Regions from separate parts of the Mus musculus genome. Here region 2 is linked to region 1. Evidence: chromatin contacts called from public promoter capture Hi-C data. All regions are on one chromosome and are shown on one strand. The core of a region is the stretch at or near the end of the contact, and the rest is flanking DNA. Distances in the headings are between cores, read along the strand shown.

Evidence for each region. Promoter capture Hi-C pulls out the DNA fragments that hold promoters and counts their contacts.
Region 2: a contact with region 1 is called in a promoter capture Hi-C map of pre-B cells. The contact joins the promoter of Tusc1 here to the promoter of Mtap in region 1. A contact is called at or near these places in 2 of 39 promoter capture datasets (liver and pre-B cells).

What each region holds. Positions count from the first base shown.
Region 1 is chr4:89,134,183-89,140,031 of GRCm38.p6, reverse strand. Mtap (methylthioadenosine phosphorylase) reads right to left here and starts at 2,662. Exons shown (of 8, transcript NM_024433.2): 1 at 2,508-2,662. The coding sequence starts at 2,540.
Region 2 is chr4:93,332,989-93,338,837 of GRCm38.p6, reverse strand. Tusc1 (tumor suppressor candidate 1) reads left to right here and starts at 3,327. Exons shown (of 1, transcript NM_026954.1): 1 at 3,327-4,690. The coding sequence starts at 3,418. The coding sequence ends at 4,035.

The DNA of each region.
Region 1 (5,849 bases), core at 1,413-3,912:
TTTCATCTGAATGGTCTATCCTATCTCTTAAACCAAACGGTATTGAATTTAAACTCGAACCCCTGGTAATATTTCCATTTACAAAGGAAGGTACCAGAGTTAGCATTAACAGAGCAAGCACTGAGCTGGGCGTGTGACATAAAGCTAACAACAGCTCAAAGTAGGAGTGATCAGCACTGGCCTCCTAGCAGAGGTCCCTAAGAGAGTCCAGGCCTCTCGGGTCCAGTGTGGGAATATTCTCACTGAGGTACACAATAAAACAGTTGCTTCTCAGAAACGGATGGAATGGTGCATGCCAAAAGCCACCTGCTGGACACAAACGTGCCTCCTATACAGTGGTTTTCCGCAGAGGCGGCCTGCGTATGCACGCAGCCCCAGCTCTCTATTTCCTCCCCACTCAGAGGAAAGCAAATGAAACTATTGTTTAAGGACCAAGAAATATCTCACATCTACTTGCTGGGAGTGCCAGGCTGTAAGTCTGTCATTATCTAGGAACCTGTACGAGACACGTTAGCTGATCTGTCAGCTTCACATCTGTAAGAAAGAATCGTTATGTTCTTATGATCTCAAATGAACAATCCATCCATGCTACCTGATGTCCAGATAAAATACAGTGTGTGTGTGTGTGTGTGTGTGTGTGTGTGTGTGTGTGTGTGTGAGAAAGGCATTCTCGGCTGGCTAGTGTTAACCCCGAGTTTCCCTGTGTCTGCCTCTCTATTGGCAGGACTATGGATGCTGGTGTCTGCCACCAGCTCCCCAGCAAGGGTGCTGAGGGTCCAAATTCATGTTCTCACACTTGGGCAGCAAGCACTCCAGAGACGGAGCCACTTCACTCTCGCGCTAAGATATCGTTTTTATAGGTTATTTTGCTCTGGATAGGGACCCTTCCTGTTTTCTATGTGGGGTGCTGCCTTAGCAGTTTGTGGAATATGGTGTTGGCATCATGATTTTTTATTAGCAATGTTCTCACCTGTTGCAATCTCAAGAAGAGAACTCAGCAGGTATTCCGAGCACCATTTATATCTCTAAGTTTTATTTCAAAAGCTTGCCAAGATAAAAAAAATACATATCATTCAATATTTACATAGCTCTTTCTGCTCTTAAGTGGACCACATTCATTTTGCAGGGAAACTGTGTGTTGGGCAGAAGGCTAACCAGATTAAAGCAAATTCTTTCTGTTGAGATATGCTGGTCCTTGCACAGATAGTATTATCCTGACTGGACTGATTAAGTGTGAAGTTCTAGCTATTTGGTTTTACTCACATTGTGGGACAGAGATGACAAATAGATCTATCTTCAAATCACAGGCCTCTACCTCAGTGAAATTTCCAGCCCACAATATGTTAAAATCTCCACTTTATAAATAAGTACCTACTGTACCTTGCACATGAAGACCCTTTCTGCCCCGTTCCTGCTGACTGGAACCATGGCTTTCTATAAATGTAAATAATCCTTTTCAAAATGGAGAAAAGAAAAAGTTGGCCCCTATGACCGAATGCAGCAACCTCACCCTGAGTGGTTCATGAAGCCCTGCAGGGCCCCAGTATACAATGCCCTGGCACGCTGAAGGCTAAATGCAGAGATGGGCCTCTTGCAAGGGCATCAAACGGCACTGCAGGCAATCAAAAGGATGCCTGAAGAAAACTGTGCACTTCCTGTAGCATGGGTCAGAAATTCCTAAACTGAATCAAATTAACTGCGTTCTTGGCTAATAATAAACAGCCTAGAAAGGACTTAAACACCAGTGTTTCCTGGGCTCCGTTATTCCACTCTCTACCCATCAATCAGGATGTGTTTAAAACTCCCCAAGGGAGGCTCACTCCAACTCTCAGAACTCATGCTCTCATCTGGCCAGCTGTTCCCGGCGCACAAGAGTCCCTTGTGTCCAGATCTCTGGGGACCTAAGGCCTAAGAAAATAACTCTAACTTTCAAGGTTGGAAAGCGGTTTATAAGACAGAGGCCTCCAGTCTGAGAGCGGTCCGCGCTCTGTTTCAGTATTTAAAAAGTCTCAGAGCTCCCTCAGCTCTGCGCTGCCGAGGTAAAACAAAGCAAAAGGAAATCTAAGTTTGGAGGGGGAAATGAAGCCGAAGCATGCAAAAGAGCAAGTGCCAGCTCTCCCACGTGGGCCTAGTCAAAGTAGCGGAAGCTTAAGTCCCGTAAGACTAGAGGGACCGACGCAGCAGCCGCAGGAGCTGAGCCACGCGCCAGCTCCCGCCTGGGGGGGAGTGGTACTAAAAGAGGGTGGCAGCGGGGCGCAGTCCCCTCCATCATCCCGCTCCCCCTTCTATTACCCCACTCCCCATCAGAGCCCCGGTTACCACCGCTCGGGCCCGGAATGCAGATGAGTTCAAAGGCTGGGGACATCGGGGTGGCGCTGGGTGCCGCGCGCCCTGTCCCCTCCCTGCTGAGCGGTGGGTGGGGGGCGCTCCGGCTGGGGACACAGCCTGGAGGCTCGAGAAGGAACCCTGCAGGGCTGGCCCATTCACAGCTTGTAGGGTGATCTCACCTTCACCGCCGTGCAGGCGGAGCCCGAGGCCATGTCTGCACCAGGGAAGTCCACAGCGGGCCGCAGCGTGGGACCGGGAGGAGACTGCGGGGCCGGCGTGGCGCGGGAGTGAGCAGTGCGGGGACCCACGGGCTCTGGCTCCTCCTCTTCCTCCCGGGGAGCGCGGGATTGGCTGTTCTCCTCCACCCTCCTCCTCAAATCAGGTTCCCGCCTCCCGTCCCTCTTGCAGAGTTTTCGGCTTCTCGGGGCTTCTGTTGTTACTGTGCAGCCTGATGGCGAGTCTATGATCAAGATAGAAAAGCCACTTAGGATGTGCTTGTCACTTTGTCTTTTAACTGTTTCACAAGAACATGGTGAGGTAGCGCATTACTGCCAGTTCTGCGGCGACTTGGCTGCCCCGGTGGCCAGGGCTGTAAAATCAGGGCCTGCCGCATTCCTGGGCTTTGGGGAGGGCGGAGGGAAACTGAAGAGTGCTAGCTTGAGATTCCCGCCCCCCACAGCTCTGATTTACAAACTGGTTTATTTAGCTTCTGTTTGGCGGGGAGCTTTTAAGGAGGCAGGACCCTCCCCAACACCCAGCCTGATGCTACCAGCAAGGGGCATTTTTAAAATTCCTTTATACAATGGCTAGTGATGCAGATTTGTAATCCCACTCACTCATGAAGTCTGGTCAGCAAGCAGTATGGCAAGTTCAAAGTCTTACTTGGTTACAGAGTGAGTTCAAGACCATCTTGAGCAATATTAAGAGTCTATCTCAAAAATAAACAGAGGGCTTGGTATTTAGCTCAGCACTAAAGTGTTTATCTAGCATCCAAGGAGACACTAGCTTCAATCCTCACTCCAATAAAATAAGCAAAAATTAAAACAAAACTTTCTATGCCAGGGCAGCATACGGTACAGCAGGATTCAGGTCAGGACCTGTGTCTCTGTGATGCAATACCAGCAAGACCCACTCTGACCCCAGCGACCTTTCCCCTGGATACTCTCTCTGAGAGGCCCTATCCCTTCTCTACTAGGACAATTCATTATAGCCTTTGATGGTACAAGCTGCGCCAAACAAAATGCTGGGCAGCAGCTATCTTTTTTTTTTTCTTAGTTTATTTCATTATTTATATGTATGCACACACAAATACCTGCAGGTGTGTTTGTGTTTGTGTGTGTGTGTGTGTGTGTGTGTGTTTGTCCAGAACCCAGCCTGAAGCTGGAGTAACAGGCAACTGTGAACTGCCTGATATAGATTCTGGAAACCGAATTTACCTCTACAAGTGCTCTTAACCCCTGAGCCATCTCTCCAACCCTGGGTGACAGCTATCATTTTTTAAGGTTTATTTATTACTATATCTAAGTACACTGTAGCTGTCGTCAGATGCACTAGAAGAGGGCATCAGATCTCATTACGGATGGTTGTAAGCCACCATGTGGTTGCTGGGATTTGAACTCAGGACCTTTGGAAGAGCAGACAGTACTCTTAACAGCTGAGCCATCTCGCCAGCCCTGGGTGACAGCTATCTTAAGGGTGGTCCCCCGAGATATAGAAAAAGCTACAAATTTCTCTGTGGTTGGGAAGGAGCCAAGGAAGGAGATTCTGTTTTCTTCTTCTCAGCAGTGTTAACTGAAAGTTCCCAGAGAAAAGGTACCCTCGACTCGCATTCGACGAGGCCGATGAACTAATCAGGCTTGTGGAGAGTTGGAAAGTTTCTGGCCCAGAGCCTACCTTGCCCTGTCTTGCCCCACTAAGTGGTACTTACTATCTGCCTTTCTGTGTGCCTTATTGTCCTTGTGCCTATTGGGTAAATCTTTTGGAGTGTACAAAGCTAGCTCCCACCAATCCCAAAGGCGAGCCTCATCGGTAGCATCTGCAGCCTACACTCTATCCTTCCCTATAAGTCACCTGTGTGATGTTTTCAGGAATACATTCAAAGTGTTTTCCTGTGTGACTTTTGTTGTTGTCGTTGTTCCGTTCCTATGACAACTTGGTGAAACTGTTACTGTCCTGGAACATAATTTGGGTTGAACTAAATCTGTGTTCCCTGCCCTGGCCACTCATGCTTGGGTCCAAAACAAGTTCTCAGACTGTCTTTGGTGTGAGAGCTGGTGTTTATGTCAGTAGTAAAGCAATACCCGTACACCTCCATTTAATGAATCTCCACCTTCTGTTGGTGTGGATGCTGCCTGATGCTGTGTAGACCCATTCGTCGCCATTATCCACTCTGTGTCTAAGTTTTCTCAAGATATAAACATTTCTTCTGTTACAATCATTTTAGGTTATAAAATACAATGGAAAGCTGGGTGTGGTGGCGTAAGGCTGTGATTTTAGCATATAGAAGACAGAGGCAGGAGGATTGTAACTTTGAGGCCAGCCTGAGAAACATAGTGGGATACTGTCTCAGAAACCTAAAAACTAAACATAATGGCAGAAGTGATACAAAAATATTAGGTTAGGATGTGGTAGTGAGCTGGCTCAGTAGGTAAAGGAGTTCGCTGCCCAGCCTGATGTCAGAGCCCAATGAGGAGACTATAGAGAGAACTTCTTGTGTTTTGTATGGATGTATCACCTGTCAATTAAAAAACCTATGGCCTATAGGAAATGGTAGAATAGAAAGTGGGACATCCCAGAGGCAGAAAGAATTCTTTGATAGAGCCAGGCAAGGGAGGTTTGCCCAGGAAGAAGTGACTAGACAGACACATGCTACCCAAGCACAGGTAACCAGTCACGTGACAGAATGTGGTTTAAAACAATTGGGTTATTTAAGTTATGATCTAGTCAGACAAGACCCTAGCTATATGACCAAGGTATTTGTAAATATATTTGAGTCCAAATCTTTTATCTGGGAACATGGGGCTTGGAGGAAAAACAAGACCAAGCTACTACAGGAGACGAGAACCAATTTCTATGGATTGTTCTTTGACCTCCCCATGAATGCTCAAAGATACACACACACACACACGTAATCTACTACAAAAATAGAAAAAAAATTAGGAGCCTGAGAATACTGATGGATGAAAGTACTTCCCTAAAGGCCTCTCAGCTGATGGATCTTTTGGGTCTTTGGAAGCCTGCCACTCAGTGTGGACCCAGTGCAGAGCATGCAGGAGACAAGGAGCTTTATGGCCGAGAGATAAGATGGATCTTATCTGCCCATCCCCCCTCCATCCTCTCACAATTCCCCCCCCTCTTCTCCTCTGAAAGAGTGGAGGCCTCTCTGGGTATCTCCCCACCCTGGCACATCAAGTCCCTAAGAAGCTAGGCGCATCTGCTCTTTGGTTGGAGGTTCAGTTTCTGTGAGCCTCCATGAGCCTGAGTTAGTTAATTCTGTCGGTTTTCTTGTGGTGTCCTTGACC
Region 2 (5,849 bases), core at 2,078-4,577, 4.2 Mb before region 1:
AGAAGTGGATGCTCATAGCCAAACATAGGACTGAGCAAGGGGTCCATAATGGAGGAGGTAGAGAAAGAACTGAGGGAGCTGAAGGGGTTTGCAAATACATAAGAAGAACAACACTATCAATCAACCAGACCCCACAGACCTGTGAGACTCAACCATCAACCAAAAATTAAACACGGAGGAATCCATGGCTCCAGCCACATATGTAATAGAAGATGGCCTTGTCAGGCATCAATGAGAGGAGAGACCCTTGGTCATATTGTTAGATGCCCCAGTGTAGGGGAATGCTAGGACCGGGACAGGGAGGTGAGAGTGGGTAGGTGGGAGAACACCCACATAGAAGCAGGGGCAGAGAGGATGGGATAGGGGTTTCAGGGGGACGGGGTGGAAAAGGGGATAACATTTTATCCAATAAAAAATAAAATAAAAGTAAAAAAAAAAAAACCTGTTCTTTCAGTAGAATAACAAAGCCAACTGTTCTAAGTGACTTACTGGATTTTTTTTTTTTTTAAAAAAACTCCAAACCTCATTTAGGAATCTTGTAGAAATAATTCTTGAAATTAAAGAGAAAAGGTTGAAGTAGCTCACTGGACTTCACTACAAGTGTGCTATCCAACAGTTACTTTTATTAGAGAAATTCTGTCTCCTTGAACCATCTCTCGGGCCAGCCCTCCCTGCCTTGCTGCTTATCTTTTATCTGTTTTATTAAGCACAGCTGAAGAGCATAAGGCGTGTGTTGTCAGGAAAAGAATGAGCTGTATTCTTCAAGACTTTCAACCAGGAACAGCAAGTGATGCTACTCTTTAGAAACATCTGTTCATGTAACAAAGCAGTCTTATTTATTTCCCGAAGAGTGCTTGTATCTTATATATTTTCTTCTTCTAAACTCTATTGCAGCACCATATTTTTTAACTTTACTAAGTCCCATAATCATTTTAATTTTCATATGATATACGATAGTATTATACCTACTATTGTAATGCTTTTCTGTATAGACCACTATAAGTTATATGGACATAATATATAATTATATAGTTGGATAATGCACTAGCTACATTTTCAATAAATAAATGCAATATTAATCTCCAAGTTATAAATTATTGACATACTACTGTAAATAAATCTTAAGCAAGTACACAGCAACAATTCTGGCTGTGATCTGACTCAAGTCTGCTGTCCCCTCAACTTTAATTTGTAACTTATATTGTTCTCCATTTTTATTGAGGAAACGATATACTCCTTAGCCATATGTGAATGCTCATTAATAAAGCAACCTTCAAGTTTTGAGAGATGACTCAGCAGTTAAGAGCACTAGCTGTTCTTTTAGAGAATCCAGGTTCTAGTCCCAACACTTAAACAGCTGTTCACAACCTACTGGTAATTGTTTCAGGGGATCTTACACCCTATGTCTTCTGGCCTCTGAGGGAGCCAGGCACAATCATGGTACAGAGACATGCAGACAAACTACCCACACATTAAATAATAAATAAGGTATAAAAGAAAGTCATCATAGTTTCTACTTATCTTTTTGTTGGACTGCTTTTTGTTTTTCTTACCTCCCCTCTTCTGTTGTCTTTTGAAAAACCACAAACATACACACACACACACACACACACACACATTTACTTTATCACATAGACTAGCAATATAAACTGGGATTCTCTATCATCAGTTGTATCTGCTTAATAGGACATTTAGCATTACTTTATTACCAAGTCAGAAGCATTCAGAAGTTAAGTGTGGTCTAAAGCAGAGATCACAGAGGCCTACTTTTCCATTCAACTAGGGCCAATTTTCTTTAGTAAAACATTAAAAGACAATGAAGCATTTGATTGTAAGATACTATTCAAGAGAAACAGCACAACCTGAAACTTGAAACGAGTAAAATTCTAGGTTTTTGTTTTGTTTTGTTTTGTTTTCTTTCGAGACAGGGTTTCTCTCTATAGCCCTGGCTGTCCTGGTACTCTCTTTGTAGACCAGGCTGGCCTCTAACTGGAAATCTGCCTGCCTCTGCCTCCCAAGTGCTGGGATTAAAGGCGTGCATCACCACCGCAAATACTAGTTTTATAAATGACATAAAAGGAAGAACGCTAATAAAAATGGGCTGGTACCTAATTTATAGCATGTAGACAGTGATACATTCTTGTTATAATTTTATCATGATGTATGCAGGTATTCAGACTCTTAAAAGAGTTGCCATGTCTAAATCCCAGAGCAAATCATCTTTCCTAGCAAACTACCATTCCATCCTTCTACAATGTCTGGATATGCTAACAACATATTCTTGGTTCTGTAGTCTATAGAGAAGTCAGGTTCTGTCTCCAATGTTTACAGCCTAAAATTTACATTTTAATGTAAATTAAGAATGACAACCTTTTCTTAAACTAAACTCACTTAAATTCTGAAATATCTTTGTTACTGATTTAATGAAATGACTGTTTAGAACTGAATTTGTGGTATTTTAGTATTTTAGCTGGAAAAATTAAAGAACAATAACTGAGTGTTGGTTTTTCTAATTAATTTGAACCACAGTACTCCTAGGCACTACCTGTCCATTTCCTTGGTGTGGTAGTTTTGTAGATCACGTGGTACCTAAAAATTAAACAGAACCTTGTCTGAAACACAGATTCTAACTAACATGTATTTTCTTTGCCATCATTCGGGGCCTATGTAGGTTGAGATCCTTAGGAAAAAATAGCAATGTGCTTCACATAAACGTATGTATCCAACCGTCTCCAGATTGTTTGGAAACATCTGAATATTCTGTATCTCAAATAAATAAAACTATAGTTTATAAATTTTAAGAACTGCCCTGAGATGTGACCCAGTAAAGTTTCAACACATAAATTCTCCAGTATTTGGAGTGCTACCTGTTGGAGTCAGAGAGCCTCATGGCAGGTGCAGCCCAATAAAGTTTTGTGTTTCTTAAACATGGGCGTGGTTTCAAATAGGTTTCAAACGCTATAAACGCAATGAGCTCTCCAGCAGTCTCAAAACTCATTTTGTTTCTAGACTGCCATGTAAGTCGCAAAGTATGCACTGGAGGCTGTGCTGGGGAGCAGGGCAAGGCGGGAGTGTTCCCGCAGTGCCCAGGCCCGCGGGGAAGCGGTGGGCACCCGGCACCCAGCAGAGGACAAGGCTTTCCGGGCACGGACACAGGGCTGAGCAGCAGAGCGCTCCCCAGGGGCGTCGTGTGTGAGGCGACCAGCGACCGCAGGCCCAGGGGGCCCGCTCAGCCGCGAGAGACAAGGACACGCCTCAGCTCGGGCCAACTCCCGGCCTCCTCTGGCCTGCCGCCAGCACCGCCTGCCACCTTTCTTCCTCCGCCCGCGACCGAGCGCCCAGCCAGGCCCCAAGTCCGCCCGCGCCCCGCGCGCGGCCCCTCGGGCCACGGACTGGCGGCGCGACCAGACCGGACCGATGTGGCGCATGCGTGGTGGCGCCACCCGGCGCGGGAGCTGCGGCGGGGAAGGCGGCGGGAGCCGCGGCGAGTCGGGCCGCCTGGGCCGGGCCCGTGAGGGCGGCGGTGGCGGTGGCGGCGTGGGCTGGCGAGGCCGCGCGGGCGGGGCCCGGCGACAGCTGGAGGAGCGCTTCGCCGACCTGGCGGCCAGCCACCTGGAGGCCCTGCGCGCGCGGGACGAGCGGGACCGGCAGAACGCGCGGCTGCGCGAGGAGAACGCCCGCCTGAGGCTGGAGAACCGTCGGCTCAGGCGCGAGAACCGCAGCCTCTTCCGCCAGGCTCTGCGGCTGCCGGGCGACAGCGGCGAGCGGGAGGCCGCCGTCGAGACCCTCGCCCCGGACGAGCCCGCCACCAACCGCAAGGCGAGAGGCCATGGCCGTGAGGAGGAGCCGGGCAGCCCCAGGGCGCTGCGGGCCCGGCTAGAGAAGCTGGAGGTCATGTACCGCCGAGCGCTCCTGCAGCTGCACCTAGAGCAGCAGGGCGCGCGCCCGCCGGGAGCCATCGAGGAGCCACCGCTCCAAGAAACTGCCACCGGCCTGTGCGCCCATGATCCGGACGTTCCGAGGCCCTGGCTGTAGTCCGAGGGCACGGAGGGAGGTGGGACCTGCGCGCGCCCCGCCTCCGTAGTACTCCGGGCTCCGCCCCTCTCAGCACGCGGAAGTTTGAAGTCCTGAGCTCCTGAACTCCAGCCCCACCCAAGGGCACTTCCAGGCGCCAAATCCGTTGGCCTGATGGAGAAAGAGAAGCAAGAGTTTCCCAGTTCCCACTTGTGCAAAGCAACTGCCAAGTACACTGCTGGTGTGTTGAGAGGGGTCCAACAACTCTAAGACCTGCTTTAAAGCAGCAAGAACTGGGTGCCTGGTCGCACCTCCTAAATTCTTGAAGTTTTCAAAGTGTTGTGAGGACCAGTTTTTTTGCCACCCCTCCCCCCCCCCCCATCTTTGATGCTTTGAAGGATGAATAGTGTATTTGATTGGTGATGCCTGTTCATTCTACTGTCCAAAAACTCTGCTCTTTTCTCTTATACAACCCACCTTTTAAGTGTGTTTTGTAAATTGCTGACTTGGATAGCCCATGAAGTACTACCTTTTTATAAAGAAAAAAATATTTATAATTGCCCGTCATTCCAATCCACATATGTTTAATATATTCTCGTGTGTTGGCCTCCAGAGATCTTTTTAGAGTATCTTCTGACAGGTGATGATTTGAGCTGATAAATAAACTGGTGCATTGAAATCAAAAATTTCCATGACTGTTATTTGATGTGTTTTGAAGCTTTATAGGTTTCTCTAAGCCTATATATGTTACATATTTTAATATCTGTCTTTGTTTATTTTTTGTAATCTTTTGGATTATACAAAATCTTGACAAAACTCGAGATAGTTTGAAGATTGTTTTATTACTACATTTTAGATGAACATTAATGCTTATTCAGATAGTTCATGATTATTTCGCCTGATTTTTACAACCTTCAGGAAATCTTAAATTCCTTCTATATTATACAAAAATTCCCAGTGAATTATGCATCAGTTGTGTTCTTGTTATTGAAAAACAAAGAATAACAACACATGCTCTAAGCTTGTTTTCTTGAAATATTCATTTGAGACTGAGTAATGCTTGGTAGCTCAGGTTGGGCTGGAACTTAGCCCTCCACCTGCTGCCTACTAAGTGCTAGGATTATGAGCCTATGCCACCATCAACATAATTTGCCTACTAAACAGTAAAGAAAATCCAATGTACCTGATAAAACTTGTGGTAACAAAAAGATGTGCTAACTTTCCCATAAGCACCATAAGAATTATTGGTAACAAAAGTCAGGCCATTCAGAGAAAAGAATAGTTACAATTTTACATGCCCCAGAAGCCAAGGGGAAACTTTTGAAACCATCACTGAATGAATGTTACCCTATAGAAGTTAGTGAATGATAATTATAAACTAAGAGTTATAGACTGAGAGGAAAATCTAGGAAGGCCTATTTACTCTCTTCTTGACCTCTTTATGGCATTTTCCCCTGGGCACAGATCGTGACTTCTTTCTAAAAGTTGATCTTAGGTCAACTATCAAGTTAGATCAAAAGTTTCCTTTATGACTGTCTCAAATGGGAAACCATGGGATATTTAAAATAGTGTTTATACATTTTATAGCTGTCTTTTGAGGAAGGTTTCTGTAACTTGTCTTAGAAAAAGGAAAATTGTGGATTTTATGGCTTGTTTGTGGGAGGAGACAACTTTTGAAAGACCTAAAGAAGGTGAAAAAGAGATTATTTGAAAGTGTTCAGTATAGGTACACTCAGCTTTGGAGTATTGTTTCTGAGCCCCTTGTACATCATGGGTTCAAAAGTGTTGAAATGTTTGGCACAGGGGATGGCAAATGAATAGAGAAGTTAAGAAAT